Linked DNA regions of Sus scrofa: regions 2 and 3 are each linked to region 1. Evidence: chromatin contacts called from public Hi-C data. All regions are on one chromosome and are shown on one strand. Each heading gives the region's core, a stretch centred on a gene start, on an enhancer-like site or on the middle of the called end of the contact. The rest is flanking DNA. Distances are from core to core; before and after follow the strand shown.

Region 1 (3,230 bases), core at 111-2,610:
GATTCCACAAACAAGCGATACCATATGGTATTTGTCTTTCTCTTTCTGACTTCACTTAGAATGAGTCTCTAGATCCATCCATGTTGCTGAAGATGGCATTTGTTTGTCTTTTTTATGACTGAGTAATATTCCACCATGTATATGTACTGCATGTTCTTAATCTACTCATCTGTCAATAGACATTGAGGTTGTTTCCATGTCTTGGCTATTGTGAATAGTGCTGCTATGAACACAGGGATGCGTGTATCTTTTTCAGTGAAACTTTTGTCCAGATATATGCCCAGCAGTGGAATTGCTGGATTATATGGTAGTTCTATGTTTAGTTTCCTGAGGTACCTCCATACCATTTTCTAAAAGAATTCAGTGCTCCCTGAGTGGACTCTGCCTGAGGTTTTGTGTTTTAAAAAAACGATTTATTGTTCCCCTTGTGGCTCATCAGTAAAGAACCTGACTTGTATCCATAAGGATGAGGTTCCATTCCTGGCCTCTCTCTGTGGATTAAGGATCTGGCGTTGCTGTGAGGTGTGGTGTAGGTTGCAGACATGGCTCAGATCTGGTCTTGCCGTGGCTGTGGCCTAGGCCGGCAGATGCAGCTCCTATTCGATTCCTAGCCTGGGAACTTCCATAGGCCCATATGCTATGGGTGCGGCCCTAAGAAACAAAACAAAACAAAACCCCTATTTGTTATTATATTTATTTTTAATTAAAATATGGTTGATTTACAATGTTGTACCAGTCTCTGCTGTATAGCGAAGTGGCCCAGGCATATATGTATACATACGTATATATATACATTCCCTTTCCTGTGTTATTTTCCAGCATGTTTTATCCCAAGAGTCGGGATATGGTTCCTGTCCTGTACAGTAGGACCTCATTGCTCATCCATTCTACATGTACTAGTTTTATCTGCTAACCGCAAACTCCTCCTCGCTCCCGGCTTCCCCTTGGCAACCACAAGTCTGTTCTCTTATGTAAAAGAGCACTTTTTAGAGCCGTTTTAGGTTTACAACAAAATGGAGAGGAAGGTACAAATATTTCCCATATGCCCTCGGCTTCCCAAATGCCTAGCCGCCCCCGCCATCTACATCCCCAACCAGAACTGCCTTTTCTTTTAAACCAAAGATGAGCTTACATGGACTTTTTTTTTTTTTTTAATTTACAAAGAAGAGAATAAAAACTAAGTCGATCAAAGCCTCAGGAATGAATGGCCCACGTGCACGTCACCCCTCGTTTCACGTTCCTTTCTTCTCAGTGAAAAAGCTCATTTATCAGAAGCAAAACACAACCTTAATATCCGCGTGTGGCCGGAGAATTTGTTTACATGGACCTTGTCCTACCTCCCACGTCCTGTAGATGGAGCTACATCCTCAGGCACAAGTTCCTTGTTTCCACATCTTCCAGGTTTCAGGAAAGGACATCCCTGAAAGACAGTTTTAGTGTCTGCCCTGAAGACTTTTCATTGCTTTTACCGTGGGTAGTGCTACAACGTGCAAGACTTGGTGCTAAAGAAAAAGCACGTTTTTTTTTTTTTGGTGTGTGTGGCTTTTTAGGGCTGCACCTGCGGCATATGGAGGTTCCCAGGCTGGGGTCCAATCAGAGCTGTAGCCCCTGGCCTATGCCACAGCAACGAAGGACCCAAGCTGAGACTGCGACCTACACCACAGCTCACAGGCAACACCGGATCCTTAACCCACAGAGCGAGGCCAGGGATCCAGCTGGCATCCTCTTGCCTGCTAGTTGGATTCGTTTTGGCTGAGCCACAGGAACTCCAAAACAGAACGTTTTTGAGAGGCAAGTCTTGCACCTGCTCCCCTGTCTTTGCAGGGAGCCCGTTTTAAATAACATTGGCCAACATGTTGCTGGTATTTGGTATTTCTGTGCTTTGTGAACAGTTAAACTGCAAAAGGGCCCATTATTCGGAGTCCTTTTCCACAGGTGTTTCCTGTGTCCTGGCCTCGTCCCTTGCTCCGTGTGACTGAATGACCATATATAGCCAATTGCAGTGACCTGTTGTGTTTCCCCCAGTCGGTGAGCAAACATTGCCTATCTGTGGACGGAGGGGTGCACTTTATTTCTTCCCCACGTGGTTTCCAAGGGATGTGAGAACACAATGTGTCAGGCCGACAGGAAACTCAAAAAAAGAAACAGAAAGAGAAAAGGTTTTAAAGGATCTGACTGTGTCTGTGACATGGCACCGGATCTGTTCATGGATTCCAAAACCAGGAGGAGAAACTTGGTGCTTTAAAAGGAAAAGAAAAATCCAAGCGATGTGGAAAGGACTTTGAATAGCAATATTAATCTAGAAAACATTTTTATCAAGGGAATTTGCCTATGTCTTGGATGCTTTTTAACTTACTCAACAGGGCACTGAGTGCATTTTGCTTCTTGATATAAGAAGAAAAGAACCCTTCAAGAAGTTTTTAAGATGTTTTGTTATTCTTTCCTAGTAAATCCCAAATTTGTAGGTTGAGTCGGAGGCGTCTTAAAATCCAACCAATGATTTTAATTGTAACCGAAATATCATCTTGCACGTAAGACACGGTAATCATTTAGAAGTTTGCTGACAGAGATGCTCACAGCCAAGTAAATATTTTGCTCCACATTTTTAAGTGGGCTGTTAAAAATTTTACCCCTCCAGTGTAATTTTCATTCTCTAAAGCTATAATATTTTCAATAATCAAACCTCTTTCTTTTTTTCTTTTTTTGGATTAATATGTGAATTTTCAGATTGCGTTAATTTCACGAATGGAGGAACTTTACCTTTATGTTTCAAATAGTTCTCAAAATACTGGAATAACCAATGCCATGGTTAGAATTTGGATGTATCATGTATAATGGTTTTCAGAGGTTAGAGGATTACAGGAACATACGAAGTAGTGGTTCTCAAAACAATGTCTGGGGCTGGTCCTTAAAAAAAATTAAGATAATTACATTTTCTCAAAGTTATATTTACTATTATACAGATTCCCTTGTTTTGATTTATTAGGAAGATATTCAGGGCATATTCTTTTTTACGCATTCCTCATGAGATTCCATTAAAACAAATGGCTTTCCGGTCTGTACCCCTTTCCAAGTCCGTTAGTGATTTAATATTGATTTGTGAAAGACGCTCCATTACAAAACCCTTTTCTCATTGTCTAAATTCCCTGTGTTTAGGAAGCTTTTGAGACATCCAGGAATAAGCCAATTTCCCTAATGGTAGGAGAGAATTGTATGCTGGAGACAATAAA
Region 2 (3,267 bases), core at 688-3,187, 67 kb after region 1:
GGGAGGGGGCGCATCCACAGCATATGGACATTCCCAGGCTAGGGGTCCAGTTGGAGCTGCAGCTGCCAGCCTACACCACAGCCACAGCAACTCGGGATCTGAGCTGCATCTGTGACCCACCCCACAGCTCACGGCAGTGCTGGACCCTTAACCCACTGAGCAAGGCCAGGGAGTGAACCCGAGTCCTCCTGGATACTGGCTGGATTCATTTCTGCCGAGCCACAGTGGGAACTCCTCTCCAAAGCATTCAAATGCTCACGATCAGGAAGAGAAGGACATGAGGCTTCAGTCATGCGCTTTTCTTGTGGTGAGATACGTAATTGCCATCTGTGGTAAGAGCTGCAAATCCAGCCCTTGGAGAACTTGAGCTGGTTTATTCCGTGTGTGTGTGCTGTTCTTAGCTGTGCTATGTTGAATTCAACCCTGAATCTGACCACTGAGTCGTATTCCTAACACAGTGTTTCGTTGTTGGGCTTAAGTCTGTGAAGATTACTTTTAAATGGGATCAATCCACAATTTATGTCAAAATATCTTTTTAAATACTAAAATTTCCCCTGCTCTTCAGGACTTTTTTTTTCCCTCATAATTTCTAAGGAAATGCTTTGTCATTTTTAGTGCTTCCCTCTAGTTGTCTCAACACTCTTCCAATGAAAAAAAAAAAATCACTGGGTAGCGATTTCTGTGGAATATTTCTCAGCACACTATAAATAGTCACAGCTGGCTCTCTTTTGTTTTCCTACATTTTTAATGGAAATGTAAAAATTTCCTGCTCTTTTGTTTTCCTACATTTTAATGGAAATGCAAAAAAAAAAAAAAAATCTGGTACATCCAGTACATCTTGAGATGTTATTGCGTACGTGAAACCATAAAATGTCTTCATGGAATGCCAGGAAATCCTAAAATTAAAACTATATTATTGTATTCATTCCCTCACTCAACAAATATTTATCGTATCTCTGACATGAGTCATGAGCTATGCTAAGTGCTGCTCCTTAAAGATGGTTGAGATGCAATCCTATTATAAAGCCGACCATTGTCTGAGGGAGGGTGGGACGCTCTTTCCCAGTTTTCCTCTTTCCTGTACTGATGCAGGCAGAACAGGTTCTGAGACACAGCCGTCTCTGTCTGCCTCCCTTTCTCTTCCTGAGAACCCCTCAACCAAGAGATTACTTCCTGGAGCTGCCTCACTGTGACTCTAGGCTTTGTCTTTCCCCTGCCCCGCTGTGTATGGACCTGCACTTTTTCACCGTCCTCCTTTCAGCTGTCTGTTAAGGTCACAAAGCCACCCAGGAGCTCTTTCATGCGGTACTGGTCGAGGACGATGGTGTGGGCCACCCGTGGGTCTGACCATCATTACTGCGGGGCTGTGCTGAGCCCCAGGGGGCACATTTTTAGGGACGGATAATTGGGCGCTTCTGGAAGACCGTGAAATAAATAATTTCAGATGAGGGGACCCCCTCCTAAACACAGTGTATCCCTTGGCTCCATGGTGGTAGTCTCTCTTTACGAACCAAAAAGGTATTTTCTCATTGAAAACCCGAGATAAGTGAAGGGTATTGTGTTCCTAACAGTTATTCTTAAAGATGCTATAAGAAAACCATCCATATCTTATCTGCAAAGGTGTCTTCTCTTCTCTTCCAAGCATCGTATAAAGTCTCTCTTCAATTTGCAAAAGGGAGAAAGATTATGAGACTGAAGTGCAATAATATTAAACAAAAATATAAGAATACATAAGTGGTTTCTCTGCCAAGGCCAAATCCACATGGGATAAATAAGAGATTAAAGCTTTCAAAAAGCATCCTCATGGCTTCTTATTGTCAAAAAGGGAGCAGAATGGGAAGCTGACGCCACAGGTGGGTGCGTAGCCTGGCTATTACTCTGAGCAGAATGTTCGGGCAAGCGGGGGGCGGTGGGGAGTCCCCGCAGAGCTTCCTCTTCGCCAGTCTCCAGCAGAGACTGAACTGCATTCCTCTCCCTCAGTTATGCCTCAGGAAGGGATAGCCCACACGGATGGAAGCAGCCCTCCATGCCTCAGTGTGAATTGAAGAGCTGCTTAGGTTTTAACAAAAGGAAGACTAAGTGTGAGAACCCAGGCTACAGGAGGGAAGGGTATCCCGCATTATGAAGGATCTAAGAATAGAAGGATAAAGAACTCTCAAGACAAAACACTCAGAGAAGTTGCTTCAGACGCATCGAGGGCGAGGGCGTCTGAACAACAACTCAAGGGATTTATTGCTTGGTGAATGTCGCAATTCTGAGGACTTACTCAGATGGAAGCTGAGATGTCCCACATTTATAGCTCGTATTGCCTTTCAGTGTGATGAAAGCGTTCCCCTTGTGTTGCCAAGATATTCATGCTTAAGTTCAAAACGGGCGGATGTCCATCAAGCCTTTGAAGTACGTTGGCCAAATGATTACGACTAGCTTAACACAGATGATGTACATTTTAGCATGTATTATTCAGCTGAAATGATTTTTAATCCCCATGCGTTCTGATGATGATCTGATAAAAGTTTAATGGTGCATTAGCATAGATGGGTTAGTTATTCCTACAAATATCAAAGCAAGCCTGGGTGGAACAAGTCTGTCCATTGTCTTTTGGGAACTTAGAAACTTTTCCATTGCTTGTGCTATTATTTCTGTGTTGTGGTGGTTATCCGAGAGAAGCCGTTTTTATTGGAATGTATTATTTGTGTTTGTTGTTGGCTTTAAAAATACTTTGCTTATTCACATAGGGTACAGACAGCTAAATGTTTGCGTGTTGAACTGTAATTAGTCACTAACTGTTCTAATAAGGCTTGACTGCCCATATTTAAGTGTCCTTTCACTCGTCATTGTTTCAGTGAATGTAACACAAACAATGCTTTATACACAGAGGTTTCTTGCATGAATCAGTTCCCTTCTTGACTGTTTTCATGTTCCTCCTTCCCTAAAGGAAATGTTTCCCAATAGCTTTCTGAAATCTTTATTGCCATCGTGATCTAAATAACTCAAGCAATGAAATTAATCCCTAAACACTGACATTGAGCAAGTCTAACTAACTCGCAGCAACTGTTTCCCATGACCTGCCCTGTGGTGGACATGGGCTCATGGTGATTGTCAGCCTGGCTGGCACAAGGGGAAACCGCGGCTCATCCGGCAACCGTTTGGGTTTGTGGTGGTTGTTCTTGGGAGAGTGTCTGCAAGTGCTCATGACAACAGATTTTCAATAATATGTGTAGCGCACTATGTGAAGGCCGTGTGGAGGGGTCAAGATGTGTAAGAGGA
Region 3 (3,016 bases), core at 447-2,946, 87 kb after region 1:
CCCGTAGGCAGACAAGGTCCAAACTGCCGTCGGACAGCCGGGCCAAAGGCAATTGGCTCTGAGAGGAAAGGAGGCTGAAATCTACGTATATCTGTCTTCAGCTTATCGGCAGTAAGGAGTTAGTAGCCCAGACATGGGTGTTAGTCAGATCATAATCTTTCACATAATGTATCTCGTTTGATCCTGACAGTGTCCCCCAAATCCCGGCAAGTATACCTTTCTAGGTCCCTCCTTGGAGAGTCTTAAGGGGCTTCCCCCAGTAGCTCTACATGCACTAAGACGGAAGGACGGGTTAAAATCTAGGCAAGTAAGTCATGAGCAAGAAGAAATGCTTGTGTTTGAAAATGACAAGTTCTCATTTATGTGTCACCAACCCTAATCCAATATATTCCTGAATCGTATATTATTTATATGGACTTATTTTTAAAGCAATTGTCCCATGTTTTTAAAGCAGATTTAAGAATATGGTCTAAAAAAGCCTGGACCAAGTTTCAATATATAATGATGGAATCTCTTCAAATAACTCAACAGGCACTGAAGGATTCATGCTGACTGCGGTATGTCTCAGAGTCAGAATCTGCCATCAGGACATACGGTGTAGGTAGGTTTGCTTTCACATTGATTTTTCTTCTTGTTTCAGCCTGTGTGATTCCCTGACTACCACGGTTGAGGTGGCTGTTTTAATTTGGTTACGGCCAAGGCAAGGCTGTGTTTATCACCTTGCCCACATTTTTCCTTCAAACCAGCGCATGAAACTGAATTCAATGAGCACTGCTGAAAGCAGGTCTAAGAAAGGCATTTGGCTTCAAGGTCCTCTGCTGACCGTAATAAATTGCTCGTGAGACTGTAGATCTGAAGACTTTATTGTATCCAAACTGGCTCTGAGGAAATGCTGAATTTCATAAATAATAATAACAGCAATGACGATGAACTTGGATGTGTCAACTTTCCAAGCAAATTGGAGCTGCACGTAACTTCAAAAGGAAGAAATGCTTTTGCTAGCTGTGGACTTAGAAATGCAGATGTGTCATACTTTAGGCTCTTGATTAGAACAAAACCCTGACAAATGCAGAATCATTTGTAAAAATAGGCATGTGTGAATACTACACATATTCTACATATATACATCATATGCAGTATACACACACACAATACTATGTAAAACTACAGGTATAGAAATACGGACACAAACACAGGCATACATTTAAAAAGCACACTATAAAAATATATATGTTCAAAGATATAAAGTATGCTAAAGTACATAAATGCTATAAAAGTGTGCATGTAATATATGACTATTATTAGTACATGTATTACATACACATATGTAATATATTACACATTAATACCATTATTAATATTAGTAGTATATTCTAAGTATATAGACTAATATATTTTAAAATATATACTCTTTTAATACACACTATAGTATATACTGATGTATTTTTTAAAACTGAAAGAAACCTAGTTTCCTTTTTATTTGTGTTCCTACGGGTGGCAGCCGCTTTTTTCCGGGTCTCTCTCATTAGCCGTGATTAGGATATTCCCTAATTCTAAGTCCTCATTTCTCAGTGTAGACTGTGGGTCCCCAGCCTGGGAGGAGGGAGCGGGGTTTCCCGGTTTTATAAACACAAGTCTCCCTGGAGATTCCTACCAACAGAGGACGAGGCTCCCCGGACACTTACTGAGGGTGGCCACTAGGGGGCACAGGTGTCCACGTTTCTGCATTTGGGGCAGCTGTGCTTCCCTGGCGCTGGGAAACTCTGATTCAGATCATTGCTGCAATTAGAGTTTTCAGGTGAAGATTTCCCCGTCTTTTCAAGTCTTTTCAGCCTTGAAACAAATTACATTTTATCGTTGTAAAGGTTAATTCAAATTCAGTGAACAATTTGGAAAATACCTAAGGTAGGACCACAGAAACAAAACCAAGGATGACCACTAAAATTTCCATCATCAAGAAATAAATATTCTGACAATATTTTGGTTTTCTGCCTATATGTTTTTGTGTATTTGTGTGTGTGTGTATATATATATAATTATATTATGAAATGAATGTTACAAAATGAATATAAATGAAAATTATATTATGAAATACCCAAAATTATATAATTTAATATATAATGTATATTTATATCTTATATCATATTTGCATATACCATATCATTCATACATGTATAGTTTTCAAAAATGGAGATTGCTTTGAAATACTCAATTATATTCTGTTTCTCTTCTCATTTCATTTATACTTTTTCTCAGTTTGGGTGGTGAACACATACATTTCATGACAAAATATATGAGAATTGAGCACTCTGCAAAAGGGATTCAGCATTGTACTGACTGTGGGCTCCATGAAATAAAATGAGGGCAGGGGGTTCCCCTCACGGCTCAGTGGTTAACAAACCCGACTAGCATCCGTGAGGACGCGGGTTGGATTCCTGGCCTCACTCAGTGGGTTAAGGATCATGAGCTGTGGTGTAGGTCGCAGATGCGGCACAGATCCCGAGTTGCTGTGGCTGTGGCTGTGGCCAGCAGCTGTAGCTCCAATTCGACCCCTGGCCTGTGAACTTCCATATGCCACGGGTGTGGACCTAAAAAACAAAAACAAAAAAAAGAAAAGAAAAAAAAGAGGGCATATCTCCAATTTTCATCAGCACGTCTGGGTCACAGACTCAGGAGAGACTTCATTGCAAGCTCATATTCTACCCTACTTGCTGCAAAGAGCCTTAGCTAGTTTAAGGATGTCAAAATCTTAGCATATCCTATTGCTAAAAGCTCTGGTTTTACATGCGGTACCGTGGTACGACTTTTATGCCTTAGAACTTTCCATCTTGCCATCTTCCAGCCTTTGGAAGACATGTTTTCTGCAGTATTTACTTGGAATATTTTCCCATCATTTTTGTATTCTATTGGGTAACTTGGAAAGCTTGACTAATATAATCTTTCAGACTGCCAAGAACTAACAGGCAGAAATTAGATCAGCTAAGTTTACTCTTTCTCTTAATAAATATTTTGTGAG

Evidence for each region. A called contact is a pair of places that touch in the nucleus more often than the background predicts.
Region 2: a contact with region 1 is called in a Hi-C map of retroperitoneal adipose tissue, with 1.9 times the contacts expected there. The contact joins two enhancer-like sites. A contact is called at or near these places in 1 of 5 promoter capture datasets (liver), 7 of 47 Hi-C or Micro-C datasets (alveolar macrophages, brain, fetal heart ventricle and 4 more) and 2 of 2 datasets of contacts at active chromatin or transcription factors (alveolar macrophages and skeletal muscle).
Region 3: a Hi-C map of skeletal muscle shows a contact between it and region 1, with 5 times the contacts expected there. The contact joins two enhancer-like sites. A contact is called at or near these places in 1 of 5 promoter capture datasets (liver), 24 of 47 Hi-C or Micro-C datasets (adipose tissue, alveolar macrophages, embryonic fibroblasts and 14 more) and 1 of 2 datasets of contacts at active chromatin or transcription factors (skeletal muscle).

The regions. Positions count from the first base shown.
Region 1 is chr10:65,728,726-65,731,955 of Sscrofa11.1, forward strand. No RefSeq gene overlaps it. Among named protein-coding and RNA genes, the nearest start is that of AKR1E2, 37 kb to the left of the region's middle. Within about 2 kb of position 1,361, at least 10 of the 83 cell types and tissues checked have an H3K27ac peak or open chromatin away from gene starts, as enhancers often do. A contact at or near this core is called in adipose tissue, fetal liver, retroperitoneal adipose tissue and 1 more, where this site is marked.
Region 2 is chr10:65,795,189-65,798,455 of Sscrofa11.1, forward strand. No RefSeq gene overlaps it. Among named protein-coding and RNA genes, the nearest start is that of AKR1E2, 100 kb to the left of the region's middle. Within about 2 kb of position 1,938, at least 14 of the 83 cell types and tissues checked have an H3K27ac peak or open chromatin away from gene starts, as enhancers often do. A contact at or near this core is called in retroperitoneal adipose tissue, where this site is marked.
Region 3 is chr10:65,815,270-65,818,285 of Sscrofa11.1, forward strand. No RefSeq gene overlaps it. Among named protein-coding and RNA genes, the nearest start is that of AKR1E2, 120 kb to the left of the region's middle. Within about 2 kb of position 1,697, at least 29 of the 83 cell types and tissues checked have an H3K27ac peak or open chromatin away from gene starts, as enhancers often do. A contact at or near this core is called in adipose tissue, fetal liver, retroperitoneal adipose tissue and 1 more, where this site is marked.